2 separate regions of the Sus scrofa genome follow, and region 1 is linked to region 2. Evidence: chromatin contacts called from public Hi-C data. All regions are on one chromosome and are shown on one strand. Each heading gives the region's core, a stretch centred on a gene start, on an enhancer-like site or on the middle of the called end of the contact. The rest is flanking DNA. Distances are from core to core; before and after follow the strand shown.

Evidence for each region. A called contact is a pair of places that touch in the nucleus more often than the background predicts.
Region 1: a contact with region 2 is called in a Hi-C map of liver, with 2.3 times the contacts expected there. The contact joins two enhancer-like sites. A contact is called at or near these places in 13 of 47 Hi-C or Micro-C datasets (alveolar macrophages, embryonic fibroblasts, epiblast stem cells and 7 more).

The regions. Positions count from the first base shown.
Region 1 is chr9:121,789,613-121,793,070 of Sscrofa11.1, reverse strand. The region is part of intron 3 of QSOX1 (sulfhydryl oxidase 1); the gene reads right to left. Among named protein-coding and RNA genes, the nearest start is that of QSOX1, 12 kb to the right of the region's middle. Within about 2 kb of position 1,275, at least 20 of the 83 cell types and tissues checked have an H3K27ac peak or open chromatin away from gene starts, as enhancers often do. A contact at or near this core is called in liver, where this site is marked.
Region 2 is chr9:121,462,339-121,465,735 of Sscrofa11.1, reverse strand. No RefSeq gene overlaps it. Among named protein-coding and RNA genes, the nearest start is that of TOR1AIP2, 25 kb to the left of the region's middle. Within about 2 kb of position 2,140, at least 6 of the 83 cell types and tissues checked have an H3K27ac peak or open chromatin away from gene starts, as enhancers often do. A contact at or near this core is called in liver, where this site is marked.

The sequences.
Region 1 (3,458 bases), core at 26-2,525, 330 kb before region 2:
TCCCCGTGGTGCCAGGGGGAACCAGCCACAAGGCTCTCCCCGGCTCTGTTCTCTTCCAGCTGGGCCCTGGCTTCAGGCTGATGGGGCCCTGACATAGCTGGTCCGCCCTGCAGGGCCAGGTGTTTGCTAAACAGGCTGGGCTAGTGGAAGCGTAATGTTTGCTCACAGTGACAAAGGGCAGGAAGCAAAGGAAAGAGGACAATGACAGATGTCACTGGGGGTGGCCAGACTCTCGCATGGGTCTGTCCCCATCACCCCAGCAACACTCTCACTTCTCCCTGTTCAAACATGTCCTCATCCTAGAGTTTCTTGCAGCCTTTGTGGGAGGGAGGAAGGACAGGGGACAGAAGACAGAGGGACAGGGCTGTCTCTCCGTCCTGCTGACAGCCAGGCCCACCTCCAAGGTCTGCACTGCTTTCTAGGGAGTCCAGCCACGCTGCCCACAGGCACACCGGGTTCTCAATGGGCCAGAATCCCTGGAGATCTGGAATCTGAGGAGTGTTTTCCAAACACTAGAAGCAATCTAGTGGTAAGCTGTAAAATCGCTTTAGTGAATCACAGTATTTAAAAAAAATAAATAAATAGAACGGAAAATATCAGTGTGCTGCACTTACTAAGAATATGATTTTATGAAACATTTGTTGTTTAGGGATAACAGATACAAACCAATTTCTGGATCTCACGGTCAATACTGTGGGTCACAGGAGTGACATGTGTTCCAACAGCTCGGGCCTTAAAGCAGAGACCCACCAGGAGCCCGAGCCACTGTGCCCTAGACCGGAGCCCTAAGGAGAACCTGCCTACCTCTTCCTGCCCAAACTGAACAGCGGGAGCCTCGGAGGGCTTGGCCGAGGGAGGCCGCGACACTGGTTTCTGCAGCTCTTAAGAAATGGACAGGTGACTGCCAGCCCAGCCCAGCCTGGGGGGGCTGCCCATGTCCAGGCAGGGGGAGGTCAAGGAGACCAGCTCAGGGCCCTCCCCGCACCCCTCCCACAGGCGGCTGGGTGGCGGAGGAGATGATTAATCTGATTCATCGCTGGAGGCACTCAGGCGGCGTGTGCTGCGTGACTGGGGTAGGCGCTGAGAAGCTTCTGGATTGCCTGATGTACCTGGGCCGCCTGCTTCACACCCACTGCCTCCCAGACAGAAACAGAAAGCCCTCCCTCGCCTGGGGTGGGGGGGTGGGGTGCTGGCAGGGTTGCACCCCTGCGTGGAGTGCTCGCTGGGAGGAAAATCACTGGCCTGGGAGCAGGGACTCCGGCTGCCACAATGGTTTTCCCACAGCTTCCCGGGCGGGGCTGCCGGCCCTGGCTCAGCAGCAGGAACAGAGAGCTCCATCCGCCCCCTCGGAGAGTGTTTTTGAATATTTGAAGTTACAGACCTTGGGGCCAAGGACAGGGCAATGGCCCTGCCAGGGAAGTCTTGTACTCAAAAGAGAGGGTTGATAAACAATCTCTCTGCCACCACCTCTAAAGGTTACAGCCGTCACTGCTGGCTCAGGACACTTCCCCAGGCAGCCTGGTCCCAGCGGGCTGGAGCCTAAGCGGTAATGGGAGCAGCACGGCAGGAGGCTCGCCCCCAAACCCAGCAGGATCTCACTGGCTGCGAGAACAGACAACAGCCTGACATGGAGTTAGTGCTGGACGGGGGCTGGAGGGGGCCGGAGGCTTGCTTTTGAGAAGAATTCTACTTGGCATCACCAGGCTCAGATCCAGCTCAGGGTTCTGCCTGTCGACTGAAGGCCCTGACCTTGAGGCAGAATATTAATTCAGGTTGTTAGTGGAGGAGCAGGGGCTCCGATGTAGTCCTTTGATGTGGATTTTGATTAACCTTTGTGGCTGAAGGGCTCTAGGCAGTAACCCCTCCGCAGGCCTTGTCTTCTTATAGGAAATGCAAACTCCCCACAGACTTTGTTTACTGTAGGAAATGCGAATCTCTAGCCCACTCCTCCACTGATAAAAAAGGAATGAGAGGAATGGTGACTTAATCCAAGAAAAGGACAAAGAAACCATAAAACGTACAGGGGACTTTTCCAACCCTAAAACCCATCTTGGACAAGGACTGATACAGGTAATTGAGCAAGGCCAAGGGGACCCCATGTTGGTACCACCCCCCCATCTTTAGAGATAAAAATCCCTAAAGGACAATAGGAAAGCGGGGCTCTTCCCCCCCACCCCCCACCCCCCGTCCTGGGAGCTATTTGCTTTTCTTTCTTTTCTTTTTTTTCTTTCTTTCTGTCTTTCTGCCATATCTTGGGCCGCTCCTACGGCATATGGAGGTTCCCAGGCTAGGGGTCGAATCAGAGCTGTAGCCCCCGGCCTATGTCAGAGCCACAGCAACACAAGATCCGAGCCGCGTCTGCTCACACCACAGCTCATGCAAGCCGGATCCTTGACCCACCGGGCAAGGCCAGGGATCGAACCCGCAACCTCATGGTTCCTAATCGATTCGTTAACCACTGCACCACGACGGGAACTCCCAACTATTTGCTTTTCTTTAATAAAGACTCTGTTTGCTTGCTGCCTGTGTGTTCGTGGAGTTCATTCTTTGACTACCAAGAATCCAGATTCTGGTACCTTCTTTCCAGGATCAAACTCAGAGATATCTTATCCTGGGGACAATGGTTGGCTTTTCTATTTTCAAAGGCATGTCCTGATTATTCTTAGTGGCCACAGAGGAAACCGCTATTCCAGATGCCATTCTGGTGGGAGCACACTAATTATTTATTGCTGGCAGTAGAGAGAGATGCGATTTGGATTCTTTTGGAAGAGAACTGGATTATAGCTGGCCCTGAGCCCTGGGGAGGGCGCTAAGTTTAAAGGCAAAGCCTTGTGGCTCTGGGCTTCCCAGGGCCTCGGATGTGAGACCTTGGAAGTGGCCCAGATGTTGACTAAGCAGCTGATGCCCTGCGGTGAGCGGGCTGGCAGGCAAGGCATCATCAGAGAGCATATGCTACTTGCAGCCAGAGCTGGGGTGACGGGGCCCTCATGTGCTGGGTGTGACAACTCTCCTGATGGGGATCCCTGCTGCCTGAGACAGCAGGGTAAAGCTCTCCTGACAGGGCACTTCCAAGCCACTTAGATTCGAGGCACTTGCCTGATGAGGATGGGGCTTGCCAGTGTCTCTGGGGTCATTTACTGGGGGACCATGAGGCTCCCTGCATCTGATCCTGCCCACGGATGGGGCAGAGCCTGAACCCTGGTTTTACAGGAGTTAGACCAGCCTTCTACAGCTGGAAGGTCAGGAGGAGAGGAAAGAGGTCCCTGGGAGCTCTCGGCAGCCCAGGGGATGATCACGTAACAGCTAAACTCTGCCCATCCCAACATAACCACACGGAGCCCCCCTTTTCCCTTATAAGGGGGGGGGATTGGGCCAGACCGAGGGAACCTCTTTCTGTTCTGCCTCCCAACTCACATCCCCTTCGGCCTCTAAAATAATCAGCTCATCCAGGAGCAGTG
Region 2 (3,397 bases), core at 891-3,390:
GCCACAGCAATGCAGGATCCGAGCCGCATCTGCAACCTACACCACAGCTCATGGCAATGCCAGCAGCTACAGCTCCAATTTGACCCCTAGCCTGGGAACCTCCATATGCCAAGGGTGCAGCCCTAGAAAAAAAGGCAAAAAGACAAAAACAAGAAAAAGAAAGAAGTGACTGAGCCCAGCAGAGCCTGCAGATGGCTTGTTGCAGTAGATGATCTTCCCAGCTCTGTTTGGGGGCTGGTTGTTCCCCAACAGGCTTTCTTGCCCAGCACCCAGATACAAAATACAGAAGGAGAATGCAAATGTTCCTCTGATAAATCTGAGGGGGTGACCCTATAAGGCCCAGGGGCAAGGCGGCAGCTGCCCTGCAGAAAAGCCTTGAAGAGATATGACTAGAGGGGGAGAGCAAACTGGGGGCAGCCCCTCACCATCTGCCCCTCCCTCCATCCTGGGTTCCCACATCCTGGTGGGCGGCATTGAGCATAAGTTTATGGGACAGAAAACACTTAAGACTAGTGGGATGGGAGCTCCCACTGTGGCACAGTGGGTTAAGAATCTGACTGCAGTGGCTTGGGTCGCTGGGGAGGTGCAGGTTCCATCCCCCGCCTGGCACCATGGGTTAAAGGACCTGGCCTTGCTGCAGCTGCAGTGTAGTTTGCAGCTGTGGCTCAGATTCAGTCCCTGGCCTAGGAACTTCCATATGTTGTGGGTGCGGCCATTAAAAAAAAAGACTAGTGGGATGTCTTGTTTGGGTCCATAGATGACGTTTTGCAGAGGAAGAACGAGAACGTCTAGATTTATGTTGTTTAGTGTTTAAATTATCTCTCCACGCACCAACCCCACCTGGGAGCATCAGCTGACAGAAACTTTCAGTCTTACAGAAAAAACACACTATATTAAAAAGCAAAAGTAAACCACTCTGTTCTATGGGTTTGAAAAAAATAGGAAATGGTCTTTCGCTAACCATGTCTCACTCTGTCCTCTTTTTTAATTTCCAGTGGTCTTGGGATCGTATGTTGCATCTGATGTTTAGAGCAGATGCAGATGCGAGGAGCAGAAATGCCCCTGTGGGGAAAAGCCCAACTATGCATCGTCATTGAAAATGTGCTCCAATGTAATATTCTTAAAATATTGGAAAGCGGAGTGAGCGTGGGTTCCATTCACCAGGCGACCCTGTGGCTCTCCTGTGGGCAAAGGCAGAGTCTTGAGCGGGGCGACCTGATCTGATTATCCCATCTGCACTGCCCTGCCAAGGTCTGCCACCTCCTGCCCTCCCCTCCCTCCCCAGAACTGCCGAAGCCTGGCCGTGACCTGGCGTTGTGGCTATGGGGAGTCGAGGACATGACAGGGCTGTGGCTGTGTCAGCCCCGTAGGGTACAGACACCAATGCAAGCATGACCAAGGTCTGTTATATTTGGCCCAGAAGCTGTATACAGACTCTCTTGTAGAATCCAAAGCCGGAGCAGGCTTTGCAGCCTCCCTTTGCTTCTGGCCCTTCCTGCAGCCACGCCTGGGTGTCCTTGTTGACGTCTTAGGGCTGCTGTGTCTAAGAAACTGACACTCACCTGGGGGTTATGACCCCCTTTTTTATTTTTAAGTGTCTCCTCCCCCCTCCCCCAGATAGTTTCTGTGACTCCGTCCTTTGCTTCCCTTTGACAGAGAAGCAGCAGGGGCTCAAGGTTTCTGAGAACCAGGAGGCAAGTTCAAGCTCTTGCCCTTGAACCTTTGCCTGTGACTGACTCAGTCGTAGTTGCCAAGCTCCGTCGGCTCAGGCTCTGCCAGGGCTGGCTTCGCTCTGGAGTAATCCTCTTAGACCCCCAAATTGTCTGGTGAGCCCTCAAAACTGGACATTTTTATTCCCCCGGTCAGATGGTTGCTGATGGCTGATGGAGGAAACTTTCACATAGGAGGGACGGGGCAGTCAGTCTGGCTGTCACAGGATCTGGCTTGAACTTCATGCTGATTGGGACAGCCTGTCTGTGGCCCATCACACATCCACTGGACGTCGGCTCTAACCATACAAGACAAGGGTGCCGTGTCCAGAAGTAAAGAATGTCCGTTTTGAAGATAGAGATAAATGCCTCCCTTCCTGGGACGTCAGTGCCAGGACCTCTTTGATGATAAGGCTCCCTCCCCAGGCGCTGAGGCCAGACTGACTCACTGTGGATGTGCTAATCTGTCTTTGTTGGAAATCCTGAGGGCATGTACCCCTGTCGTGTTTGATGTTCTTTGCTCTGATAAGATATAAAACTGCTGAAAACCATGCTTCTCTGGAGCAATTCCTCAGAGCCATCTCAGAGTCCGTCTCCAACTTGCATTAAACTCTCCTCTGTTTTATTATAGGCTGGTGACTGATGATTCGCGGCGACAGTGCATCGAGGTGAGGGTGACTCTGTGACCTCTGCCTGTCCCCTAGCTCTAGGACTCTTGGATCTCCACAGCTGAGGTCACGTCTTAGAGCCGTCTTTCTTTTCTTGTCTCTGTAATTCACGTCACTGTGTATCTCCACCTTCTAGGCTCCAGCCTGTCACCTAGCTCATCCTCTGCTAGCTGCGCCTATCTCTGGTGGAACTTCAGTCGGCCCTCATCAGCTACAAATTGCCTTGGTCAATGGTTTCCTGCCCCAGTGACCTGGGACCCATCTGTTATGGATTGAATGCATGTGTCCTCTGAAATGTATATAATTGGAATCCTACCCCACAGCGGGGTAGCATTAGAGGTAGGTCTTTAGGTGTGATAGGTCCTGGGGTGGAGTCCTCATATGTATGATAGTACCCTTATAAAAGAGGCCCCGGGGGTGGGGTGGGGGGCTCTCTGGTCCCTTTCTTCCATGTGGTTCCTGGTTGGATTCGTTTCTGCTGCGCCACGACGGGAACTCCATCCGTTCTTCCGTGTGAAGACACAGTGAGAAGACGGCCATCCGGGAATGGAAAAGTGCACCCTCGCCAGACACTGAAGCTGAGAGCACCTTGACCTTATACTTCCCAGCCCCCAGAACTGTGAGAAACAAATGTTTGTTGTTTAAGCTTCCTATCTATGGTAATTGTCAGCCTGAGCTAAGACCCTGTCCTTAGCGATTCCATTCTTGCAAACATGAGGACAAAGTCTGGCAGGAAAGACATGCTGAGGTTGGTATTAACTTCCTAAAGTAATGAGGCAAGCAGATGGGACGTCCCTCCCCGCCCCATCCTTTTTTTTTTTTTTTTTTAGGGCTGCACATGCAGCATATGGAGGTTCCCAGGCTAGGGATTGAATTGGAGCTACAGCTGCCAGCCACAGCCACTACCACAGCCATGTGGGGACTGAGCCTTGGCTGTGAACTACACCACAGCGCACGGCAACACCAGATCCTTAACCCACTGAGCGAGGCCAGGGATTGAACCCGGGTCCTCATGGATGC